Regions from separate parts of the Sus scrofa genome. Here all the other regions are linked to region 2. The links are chromatin contacts, called in public HiChIP or PLAC-seq maps. All regions are on one chromosome and are shown on one strand. Each heading gives the region's core, a stretch centred on a gene start, on an enhancer-like site or on the middle of the called end of the contact. The rest is flanking DNA. Distances are from core to core; before and after follow the strand shown. Region 1 overlaps ZMIZ1 (zinc finger MIZ domain-containing protein 1). Region 2 holds the start of ZMIZ1 (zinc finger MIZ domain-containing protein 1). Region 3 overlaps ZMIZ1 (zinc finger MIZ domain-containing protein 1).

The links. HiChIP or PLAC-seq counts read pairs in DNA pulled down with a chosen protein or histone mark.
Region 1: a contact with region 2 is called in an H3K27ac HiChIP or PLAC-seq map of skeletal muscle. The contact joins the enhancer-like site here to the promoter of ZMIZ1 in region 2. A contact is called at or near these places in 2 of 5 promoter capture datasets (fetal skeletal muscle and liver), 12 of 47 Hi-C or Micro-C datasets (adipocytes, brain, embryonic fibroblasts and 7 more) and 2 of 2 datasets of contacts at active chromatin or transcription factors (alveolar macrophages and skeletal muscle).
Region 3: a contact with region 2 is called in an H3K27ac HiChIP or PLAC-seq map of alveolar macrophages. The contact joins the enhancer-like site here to the promoter of ZMIZ1 in region 2. A contact is called at or near these places in 1 of 5 promoter capture datasets (fetal skeletal muscle), 3 of 47 Hi-C or Micro-C datasets (alveolar macrophages, embryonic fibroblasts and skeletal muscle) and 2 of 2 datasets of contacts at active chromatin or transcription factors (alveolar macrophages and skeletal muscle).

Annotation. Positions count from the first base shown.
Region 1 is chr14:81,514,068-81,517,558 of Sscrofa11.1, reverse strand. The region is part of intron 4 of ZMIZ1 (zinc finger MIZ domain-containing protein 1); the gene reads right to left. Among named protein-coding and RNA genes, the nearest start is that of TRNAK-UUU, 85 kb to the left of the region's middle. Within about 2 kb of position 1,773, at least 15 of the 83 cell types and tissues checked have an H3K27ac peak or open chromatin away from gene starts, as enhancers often do. A contact at or near this core is called in fetal skeletal muscle and skeletal muscle, where this site is marked.
Region 2 is chr14:81,407,360-81,410,902 of Sscrofa11.1, reverse strand. It overlaps ZMIZ1 (zinc finger MIZ domain-containing protein 1), which reads right to left and starts at 1,836. Exons shown (of 26, transcript XM_013983374.2): 1 at 1-1,836.
Region 3 is chr14:81,487,167-81,490,473 of Sscrofa11.1, reverse strand. All of the region lies in intron 3 of ZMIZ1 (zinc finger MIZ domain-containing protein 1), which reads right to left. Among named protein-coding and RNA genes, the nearest start is that of ZMIZ1, 80 kb to the right of the region's middle. Within about 2 kb of position 1,908, at least 28 of the 83 cell types and tissues checked have an H3K27ac peak or open chromatin away from gene starts, as enhancers often do. A contact at or near this core is called in alveolar macrophages and embryonic fibroblasts, where this site is marked.

The sequences.
Region 1 (3,491 bases), core at 524-3,023, 110 kb before region 2:
TCTGAGACCTACACCACAGCTCACGGCAACGCTGGATCCTTAACCCATCAAGCAGGCCACGGATTGAACCCGCAACCTCATGGTTCCTAGTTGGATTCGTTTCTGCTGCATCACGACGGGAATTCCAAGAGTCTGTTTTGATTCCACAGTCTATTTCCAGAGTCTGATTCCAGAGCCTGTTTTGAGAACCCCTCCACCGTGTTCCCTCAAATCCTCAAACCTTTGGGGTTCTTGGGCACACAGATGCTCACTGCATTACCCCCAGAGGAGATAAAGAGGGGACCCAGGTCTGGGTCTGGTTGGGGTCACCCCACTGGTGTGAAACCCCATCCTAGTTCCCGCAGCTGTGAACAACGAGATGTTTCCAGTTTCTGCACGCCCACAAGATGTTTCCAGCTTCTGACACTCTTGAGTCTGACTCACACTGTCCCTTCCAGACCCAGCTCTGGGGGGGGGGGGTGGCGGGGGGCACTGTGAGGGCAGAGCAGAAAAGGGATGCATGCTTTCTTCCCAAACCTTGCTCCGCAGAGCCTTCCTCAGCAGCAGGCATGGTGACTGCATCACCTGCCATTGGATGGGCGACCTAGCAGGTGGGCAGCCCCTCTTGGAGGCTGTGATCTCCCAGCAAGTCTCCTGCTCCCTGCCCTCATAGATGGGAGGATGGGTGAGGGCGGGGCAGAGAGAGTACCAAACCAGGCAGCAAACGAGAGCAAGGGTAGGCAGAGTCTTGGCTCTGCCCTAACCTGCTGTGTGACCCAGGCCAGTGCACTGCCCTTTCTGAGTTCTGTCTTTTCTCTCTGGGAAATGAGTTGGGCTTGCTTTGCAGAACTGCTGGGAGAACTAAATTCAGTGAGCATGAGAGACTGTCTGACCCTTTTGAGAGGTGAACCCATCCACGTACACCTGCACACTCAGAGCTGGGGTGACGTCAGGTTATAGGAATCCCCATCCTGCCCCAAAGAGCACTTCACACCAGGCTGTCCTACCCGTGAGGTGTCTCTCAGGACTGGCACCAGGGCAAGAGAACCCACTCTTCTTCCTCCAGCTCAGACTCCCTCAGCCCCAAACCTATAATCTCCAGCAGGGAAAATGACAGCCTTGCCCAGTGGCCGCCCCTGGCCGACGGGCGGGGAGCCGGGCGGTGGCCATGGTGGTGGCTGGGAGGCGGGCCCAGGACACACAGCCGCCAAGTCAGGGGAGGTCAATGGCAGGGGACAAGTGCTGTGGGGGTGGTGGGCTTTGGGTGGATGGACGATGGATGAGAGGGAAGCGGGGGGAGGGGAGGGCACAAGACCACAGGGTTGGCCTCAGGCTGATTTTCTGCAGAATATGGCCCAGGAAGGGTCAGCAAGGGGTTGTGACCCTGGAGCCAGGAGCACAGGGAGGCGGCCTCTGCAGAAAGGTGAAGGCCCCGCCGGAGACCCTGATGCTGGCCAGGCCTCTGGAGGCAGCAAGGCAAGCACTGCTCAGAGCCTGGGGGTTGGGAAGCTGCAAACACAGATTCCTGGGCTCTGGCCCAGCCCTGCGAGGGTCTGGGAATCTGCATTTGAGAATGAGCCCCTGGGATCCGGTTGCAGTGGGGCGGCAGGTGGCTGCTTGGGAACCACTAGATTTCCCCTGTCACAGGGAGGTGCTGGGGTTTGTCCCGCCTGGGCGGCCTTCTTCTCAGCACCAGCCTCCATCTGGCAGGAGGCAGGACCACAGCCGTGCCATGGACGCCCCGACCACGTCTGCCGGGCTCGGCTGCTCTCCACCTGTCTCCTCAGAGGCACGTGGCCGGTTTGTGGGCGGGGCTGCAGAGTGACCCCATTTACTGAGGCTCAGTCAGCAAGACTGGGGCCAGTCCCCGAGCACCCCTCCCACTGAGAACAGCTGTCAAAAAGCTGAAACCTTGGCACACTCTGCCTCCCCTCCGAACCTGCTCTGGCAGGGAACTGTCACCAGCTCCTAGAGCTGCTGGGCTCTGGTCCAGGGCCTTGTGGACCCTTAACCCATTTCTCCAGGGAATGAAGAGCTGGCCTCCTGGGAAAGGGACATCCCGCCCCAGGCCATGCTGCCCTGACTCTCCATGGCCTTGGACAAGTCATATGTCTCTCTTGGCCTGGGTATTCTTGTCTAAAATAGGAGGTGGGAAGAGGCTGGACTTGGCAGTGTGCAGGTGTGAGTGGGGGCACTCAGGGTGGACAAAATGGCTTGAACAGCAGCTGGGATGAGAAAGCCACTGGAAGCATGCCCCAGGCAGGCTGGGCTAGCAGACTGAGGCCAAGGCTGGATCTGGGGTTAGGGTTAAGGTCAAGGTTGAAATTGGAGTTGGGGTCAGTTCTGAATTTCTCTGACTGGTACTGTCTGAAAGTAAAGCCCTCTGAAGGCACTCGATACCTCCCAGCAGGGGCCCTTGGCAGCTGCCCCAATGTTTCTGGATCATATGAACAGATAGACCGAATGGCCACTCCAGAGGGCCATCTTGTGCTCCTTGACCACCAGGGAGCTCAGAAGAGAAAGGGGGTGGAGCCAACTTCCCATGGACCAGCTTGAGCACAGGGGTAGTAGGGCCAGGACTTATCCATGGGTGCCATGCTTCAAGCCCCAGGGTGCCAGGTCCTGGGGAGAGCAGGGCCCATTTGGGTATCAGGGCACCTGGGTCAGGGTCATGGGGATGGCCCAGCTCAGGAACTAAGGACACCTTCTTGGGGCCTCCACAGACACAGGCCGCACTGGGCCAGGGCTCCCAGCTGGCATCCCCATAGCCACCAACACACCTATTGTTCTGCTGGATATTTGGAAACCTGACCTCTTGAAAGAGGGTTATGCTTGAGGATAGGGTCCCCAGGATGGCTCTGGTTACACAGGCGTGCTGGGGTGTGCAGGGCCTGGCATCCTCAGCCAGTTCCTCAGGCCATGCCCCTGGAGAGGTGAATGAAGACCCAGGGCTGATCTCTGTAGGAAAATAGGCCACTGCCCCCTCCTGGCCGCCCCCTCCATCTTTTCCTTCCCTTTTGACATCCAGAATCATGCAAGGCACCCTCAGCACCCTTCCAGGAAGGGAAGAGATGGACAGGCGGTAGGACAGGTGAACTGGGGCCGGTCAGTCGTGGACGAGGCCTGTCTGCTTCTCTCTGCTCCAGAATGGTGATCCGAAGCTGGGGGCCCGATATGAAGGCGGGGAGCGTGAGTGGCCGTTGTTTCTGGGCCCTGCCCACCTGGTGCATCTGCTCACCCATAGCCTGGTCCCACTTGCCACAGCCTCGCCAGCCCCTTCCCTGCCCCCTCACAGGCCTGAGATGGCTGTCACCATGGCAACCCTGCTCATTCAGTCCAGGATAATGAAGCCAATGTGTTTTTCATTTCCATGAGCTGGAGTGTGGAGCAGCACAGGGGAGGGGGCTTTCCCTTACCCTCCCCTCCTCTGGGGGAAGGTGGGCTGGAGACAGAGAATTGGGGGGCCTGAGCAGAGGAGGCAGAAACACCATCAGGCAGGGGGATGAGACCTG
Region 2 (3,543 bases), core at 587-3,086:
GAGAAGCTTCCAGAAATTATTTTGTTGGTGCCTGAACTTCTTACAGCAACACCTCACCATTAGACTAGGGTCACGGCTGTCTGCTGGATGCTGACCAAGGCCAGAGACCTCGGTATCCATGGCTTCACACAAAGGTACTCTTGTGACAAAACCCTTGGGACACAGCAAGCCTCCAAGAGTCTTCCTGCCTTATCCACCCCATCTCTGTCAATCAGGAAAAAAGTGAAGTTTGTAGCTCTTGGCTGGGTCCTTCCCTCTGCAATTTTCCATTGATGGTGGACACTTGTCCTAGGTTGGGGCACATCCCTGGGGACCAGGGATGGAGATAATGTTGTGTTACAGTTGTTAGGGGAAGTGGGGGGAAGGGAGGGAGAGAGAGAGATAAACCCCACAGTCTCTGGACCTTTCTTTGCTCCTGGCTGAGAAAGGAATGAGGCTCCTCCTCTCTCCTTCCTTAGGAGGGAAACAGGACATTTTGTCCCCTAAAGAAGCCAGCAATCCTTTTTTGCATAGACAGGACTAGTTATCAAAGCTTCCCCATAAGTGCAGCAATTTCTTATTCACAACTCTTCTTCGTGAGCCATACCCTGAATGCCTCAAAACACCAATCCAAAAACCATTTAAAACTCTTGAAAACTCCCTACCACTCCTTCCCCCACCCCGTCACTGCCACCAACTCAGAAGTCTAAAGTTTTGAGATTTATGTGTGAAAACAGCATTGCATAACCTCATGACTTGGGACAAGGAGATGCTTCTGGCCTTTTGGGAAAAACAAAATCCAACCGAAAACATAAAACTCAGAAGAAAACACCATCTCCCTCCAAACGCATTCCCTTGGCCTCAAAGTCACACGTGCTCTGTGGCAGATTCGGCTTTCAATGTGTCTTTTGTTTGATGCTGGTGCTTCAACATCTTCAACCTGAAGACAGAGGTCAGCACAAGGCTTGGGGCATTCACCAACCGCAGCACGAGGGCCAGGCAGCAGGCAAGTGGGAAGCCAGGAATTCCCCCCTACTCTGGATCCCCTCGAAAAGCAGCAAGGAGAGAGAAAATTAAGGGCTTGCTCCCCTTTTAAACTTCCCGGAGAGCCTAAAAGCAACTTTCAAACTCCCAGGACCATAACACAAATGCCAGCGAAGACCAGTCAGAATTCATCACCCACCAACACCCACCAAGCTGCCCATTCTCCAGCTACAGTGCCTGCCTCTTTATCTCTACCTTCAAGAAACAATAATAAGCAAACCCAGGTACCTCTGGGAACAGCCTCTGGCCTCCTGCCCTGCCCTGTGTAACCAGCCTGTCCTCATACCCACAAGAGAGGAGGAGACAGCACCGGTTATCCCTCTGGTCTACCAGGCTCTGTTGCCCGAGTTGCACCAGGGAGACAAACTGTTGCTCAAGAAAATCCTCCAGAAAACCCTTGGCACCAGGAAGCAGCTCCAGGCAGCTCCTGCCAAGCGCCAAGCCAGGGGCTTTCAGAGGCAGCTTCCCCCTGCCCTCTTAAATCTGTGAGGTTGGGCCCTGCTCTCCCATGCCCTGGGCTGTCCACCCAGGGGGCTCACAAATGGCCATGGCAGAGCTGAGAGGAAGAAAAGGCTGGCCGAGCAGTGCCCTCACTCTGCCAGCCCAGCCGCCAGCTTCTTGGAGGACCTCTGAGAGAACATTTGTTTGGGCTGCCAAGTTAAATCTTCCTCCCTCATGTCAGGGCATTGGAAAATCAGTCAGGGGGGAGGAGACGGGGAAGAGCGGGGGGAAGGAGCAGCGGGAGGGAGGCGGGAGGGAGGCAGGCGGGCAGCCTCTTGGAGACCCAGGTACTCCGGCGCTGCCTGCCCAGGAAGCTTGTGGCTCCCAGGCAGGCGCAGTCGGGACTCCGGACACCAAGCCGGGGCCGGACCGCCAGGCCTCCAGGCTCAGGCGCCGGCTGCCAGGCGCCCTCGGCCCCCGCCCAGGGAGAGGCCCTCGCTCTGTGCCCCACTAGAGGAGCGAGGTGGGAAGAGAAGGCAAGGGAGGAAAAAGTTTGCGGCAGGTAGAGGGCTAGGGCTGGGCGGCCCTGCCACGGGGCTGTCCCCCGGGGAGGGGTGGGGGGCCCGGGCCGGCTGCCCAAGCGCGCACCCGCCCGCCACCCTCCCGCTCGGGTTGTTTACATTCCTGGAGTGTCTTTTAAACCCGGGGCTGAGGCCGGCTCCCAGCCTTCTCCGGCGGCTCCGAGGCAGTCTCCCGTGAAAATCTGCTGGCGCACAATGGCCGGGAAGGCGGCCGCCCCTCGCCCGCGCCCCTGCTGCTCCGGGGCGGGGAGCCTGCCCTCCGCACCGCGCCCTCTCCTCGCCCGGCTGGCTTCCTGGACAGATGTCCCTAGCGAGGGGGCGACGCGCACCCGCTGCCCGCACCCCAGACGCCGAGGCCACGCTCCCCACTGTTTTCTCCCCAGCCCAGACGACAGGAATGCGAAACAAGCTTCCAGAGCCCGCCCACCACCCCAGCTCCAGCCCCGGCACGGCCCCCCAACCTCCGCCCCGGCCGGCCTCCCACTCCCCCGGGGCCGCCGCCGGCGGAGACGGAGAGGAAGAAAGAACACGGGGAAATTACTTTCGTATTTGCAACGCGCGCGCACGCACACACACACACACGCACATCTTCTCCCTGGGCTCCCCTCCTGGCCGGGGCAGCCCCAGCCAGGCTTCGGCCTTGGTGCCCCTTGGGCTTCTGAGACCTACATGAAGCCCCTACACACACCCCTTGGCGTTCCCCTATAGTACGGAGCGCCGCGTCTCGCCCGGCAATTCGCACACAAACAACTTAACCGCGCCCCCACTCCCATTTACAAAAGTGTGTGTTTTCCCTAGAAATTCAGATGCACAACTTAACACCATCATCCCTTGCCGCCCTGAAATCCGGCGCCTTCCCTGGCGGTTCTCCTACACACAGGCATTCAACTTCGCGTCTTCCCAAAGGAGACGAGGGAGACCGAGGTGATCCTACTCCCGTCCTTCCCTCCCTCCCTTCCTTCCTTCCCGAATCCCGGTCCTGCCCGGCCCCCGGGTGTACGGAACCACGGCTGTAGGCGCGCCGGCAGGAGGCGGGCACCAGGTCCGCGCGCGCACAACTGCACTCACGCCCCGTACACCCCAAGAGCCCCGGCCCCCATGCGCAGACTAAGCCGGCTCCGCGCAGCCCGACACTAGCGGGGCGCCTGGGCCTTGGCCCCCGGCCGCCGAAGGGATCGCAGCGAAGCACTGCCGTCGGCCACTCGTCCCGCTCGCCAGGTCCCGGGGGACCCTTAAAGGGAAAAGCACCAGCACCCAGCGCCCCACGCTCGCACCCCGAGAGTCCACAGGGAGCGGGAGGAAGGCCTGGGACCAGCGGGCGCCCGGGTCTGGCCCCAAACTTACCGGGAGCTGCGACCGCCGCTGCCGCCGCTGGAGGACGCGCCGCTGCCGCCGCTGCCGCCGCCGCCGCTGCCGGGCAGGGCCGGCTCGGGCCGGGAGAAACTGCGAGGGCGCTGAGATCGGCTCGGCGCCGGCTTCTGCTCCGCGCCCACCGGGG
Region 3 (3,307 bases), core at 659-3,158, 79 kb before region 2:
AGCCCCCAGCGGTCACACTCCCCAAACAGGCATCCCTCTGGGATTCTGGCCACACATGGGCCAGGCCAGTCTAAAGTGATGGCCGAGGCCCAGATTTGCAGATGCCAGACAAAGGAGAGCACTGTTCTTGCTTGCAGGAGGTGGCGGGTCTGAGCACAGGCACTAACGTCACCCTGGCCTGGTTGAAATCCTGTTTCTGCTGCTTGCAAGCCATGTGGCCTCAGCCAGGTCCCTGCACCTCTCCCTGCCTCAGTTTACTCAGTGGTGCAATGGGGAGGGAGAAGGTTCAACTGGGGTAAGTGCATGGCCCAACCCCTGGTCCTTGGAGGAGCCAGGCCATGGAGCTCTTGCTGTTTGCAGGGACACCAGCCATCCCTGTAAGGGTGACCCAGTGATGGTCTGCAGGGTCACTGCTGGGAAGCCTGGGAAGAAGGGGGCCTATTAATCATCAAACTGCATCCACAGTCTGCCCCAAGATGCTCCACCAATGCAGCCACCCAGGGGGGCTTGACTGGTCCCACTGGATTTTGTTAACACTGAGGTGACACGAGACCTATCTTTGGCATGTACCCTCCCTGACCGGGGCAAGTGCCTCCTGACCCCTCGAAGCCTCCATCTTTCATCTGCAAAGTGGGATGAACAATGCCTGCCTAATGTCCCAGGATGCTGGAAGGCTGCTAGGAGATGGAGGATGGGCCGGGTCTTGCGATGGGCTGTGAGGTTCCCTATTCTGTTCCACACACTGCTTACTTGACTGCTCCTGACTTCCTGGGCAGCCTCAGTGCCCAGCCTGGTCTGAGCCATCACACACCCAGAGCGCATCCCCAGGTCCTCACCAGGAGGCACTGAGGACTCTCCAGGTACCTCCCAGCTGAGGCTGTCAGGACCAGCCTAGGATGCTCTTCCTTCTCCCGTGAGTCTGGGGTCTCTGCGTCCTTTCAGAAAGAAGGGCTCCCTCAGCCTAGCAACTTGGTGGGATTCTTGGGGGAGCCACTCCCCACCTGCCCATCAATCCTTGGGACTGAGAGAACCTGCTGTCTGGGACTGGACCCCTGGATGGGCTAAAAAGAGGGGGGCAAGGTCAGCCCCCACAATGAGTGTTGTCTTGTTGCCCATAGCAGCCAGGACAGGGTTTGCCCCCAGAATGTTTGCTGGATGGATGGATGAGCAGTTATGGGAGGGGTGGTGTGAAAACAGATTTAGATCAGAGAACAGAGCAGCTGACACTTGCACAGTGCTCACCACAGCCATCCTAGGCCCGGCTCTAACAGAGGCTGTCTATGCCGGTTAACCCAATAGTCCCCACAGCAATCCTATAAAGTGGTAACATCATCCCCATTTCACAGATGAGGAAACTGCGGTTCCAAGACATGAAGTCACTTGCCCACAGTGTTAGAAAGTGGCAAAGTTAGATTCAGTGCAGGCCCTGGACTCCAGAATCCATATGCTGGTCCACAATGCTGCCTGGGGGCTGTGGAGAGTGGGGAGAGATCACGTGTCAAGAGGCCCATCCAGACCAGAGGTTCCTGCCCAGGCTCCAGGCCCTGCCCCAGGGATTTAACTGGTCTGGGGTGTGCTGCCTTTCAAAGCTGCCCTGGATCTCGCTTTCGGCAGGAGCTGGGAATCCCGGCCAGCCTCACCTTCACTCTGCAGTCGGGGAAACCGTGGCTTAGGGAGGGCAGGCATGTTCAAAGTCACCCTGCGTGTCAGGGGAGCTTGGGACCCGGAGCCCAGCTCCCATGACTGCTCCTTCGTGGGCCTGGAGCTCTTGGAAACAGAGCCCTGTGGCCTCAGCAGAGCAGCCCACAGGCGCAGCCGTGGGTGGGAGAGATGAGGCAGACAGATGCGGGGAAGCCAGAGCAGCACGCAGCCAGATGACACACAGGCCCAGCAATTCCTGACTCATGGCCACCCATCCCGTGACTCCACCCACCGCCAGCGTCCCCACCCTGGCTTACACTCCACAGCCTGTTGCACCCTCTGGAGTCCCCTCCCATTTAGGACCAGAGAGCCACAGAGGGAGGAAGGAGCGGTGGCGCCCCACCCAGGGCTGGGTGGGAAGCCCAGACGACCCGAGAAGGGGGGACTCTACACGCAGAGGAAGAGGCATTAATTAGCCCTGCCCCTCCCTGCAGTGCCCTGCACACTCCCAGCCTGTGCTGGCCAGCACCCTGTGGACCAAGCACCCTGTGGACAGGAGGAAAGCTGGCGCTGACACCCACCAGGGCCAACTTTCTTAGCCACGTGACACCCTTTGCATCAGGGCCCCACACCTGGCAAAGCATATTAGGTTTTCCTGCTACCCGTTTATTTCACGAATGCCCGAGAAGGCATTACACCCCCCCACCGGCCAAGAATCTTCCGTGACTCCCCATTGTCTACGAGGTTGGCACTAATTCTTCAGCCTCATGTTCAAAGCCCCAGCCTGCCTCTGATCTGTAATGTGTCAGCTCCCACCTCTGTACCTCGCCTACCCTAATCCTGCTGCCAGGAATGTCCCCGTCCCTGTGGCCTGATGCCCTGGGAAGGAAATTCACACTGCCATCAAGGGGCCACAGGAATCAGATACTGGGTTCACAATATCTCAACAACTCCTCATAGCTCCTTATGCCACTGGCTCTGAAAGGCCCATTTGACAGATGCAGAGGCTGAGGCTCAGAGCGGCAATGTGTCCAAGGCCACTGGAGGCTGAGCTGTCACCATAAAGGCAGGGCCTTGGGTTGCTTGGACCTACGGTCTTCTCCGGTGCTGATAAGCTTTCAGCTCATCCATGAGCTCAGGGTGGCTCCGGCTCTGTTAGCTTATCCAATGTCAAGGTGACTTGGGTCTGCTAACCTTGGCATCTTGATCCTCCTTTTGCCCTCTTTTGGGAAAACGCTGCGACCCCTGTTGACACTGAGCTGGGCTTAGGCTGGGGCCCCCAGGCTGGGGAGGTGGGTGATGAGAAGCTGTGCAGCTCTGTGGCCAAGAGCATAGACTCAGGGGCCAGCTCTTTGGTTCAATGCCTGCATAACCACCCTGGGCTGACTGATTCACCTGTCTGTGCCTCAGTTTCTTCCTCTGGAAATGGGGATAATGGAAAAGTGACCTCACAGAGATGCTGTCATGGTGAATGTGAATTCCTGTAGGTCACGATCGGAGCAGCATCCCCACAGAGTGCTACAGAAGGGCTTAGGAGGGTTTGGAGTGCTTAGTATCATTGCTCTGTTCCTCCCTGCACTGTAAGTTCAACGTCACGGCCAAAGGAAAACTGAAGGCCTCAGAGCACCTACCAGGAGAGAGGAGGGGGGCGGGAGAGTGGCAGGAG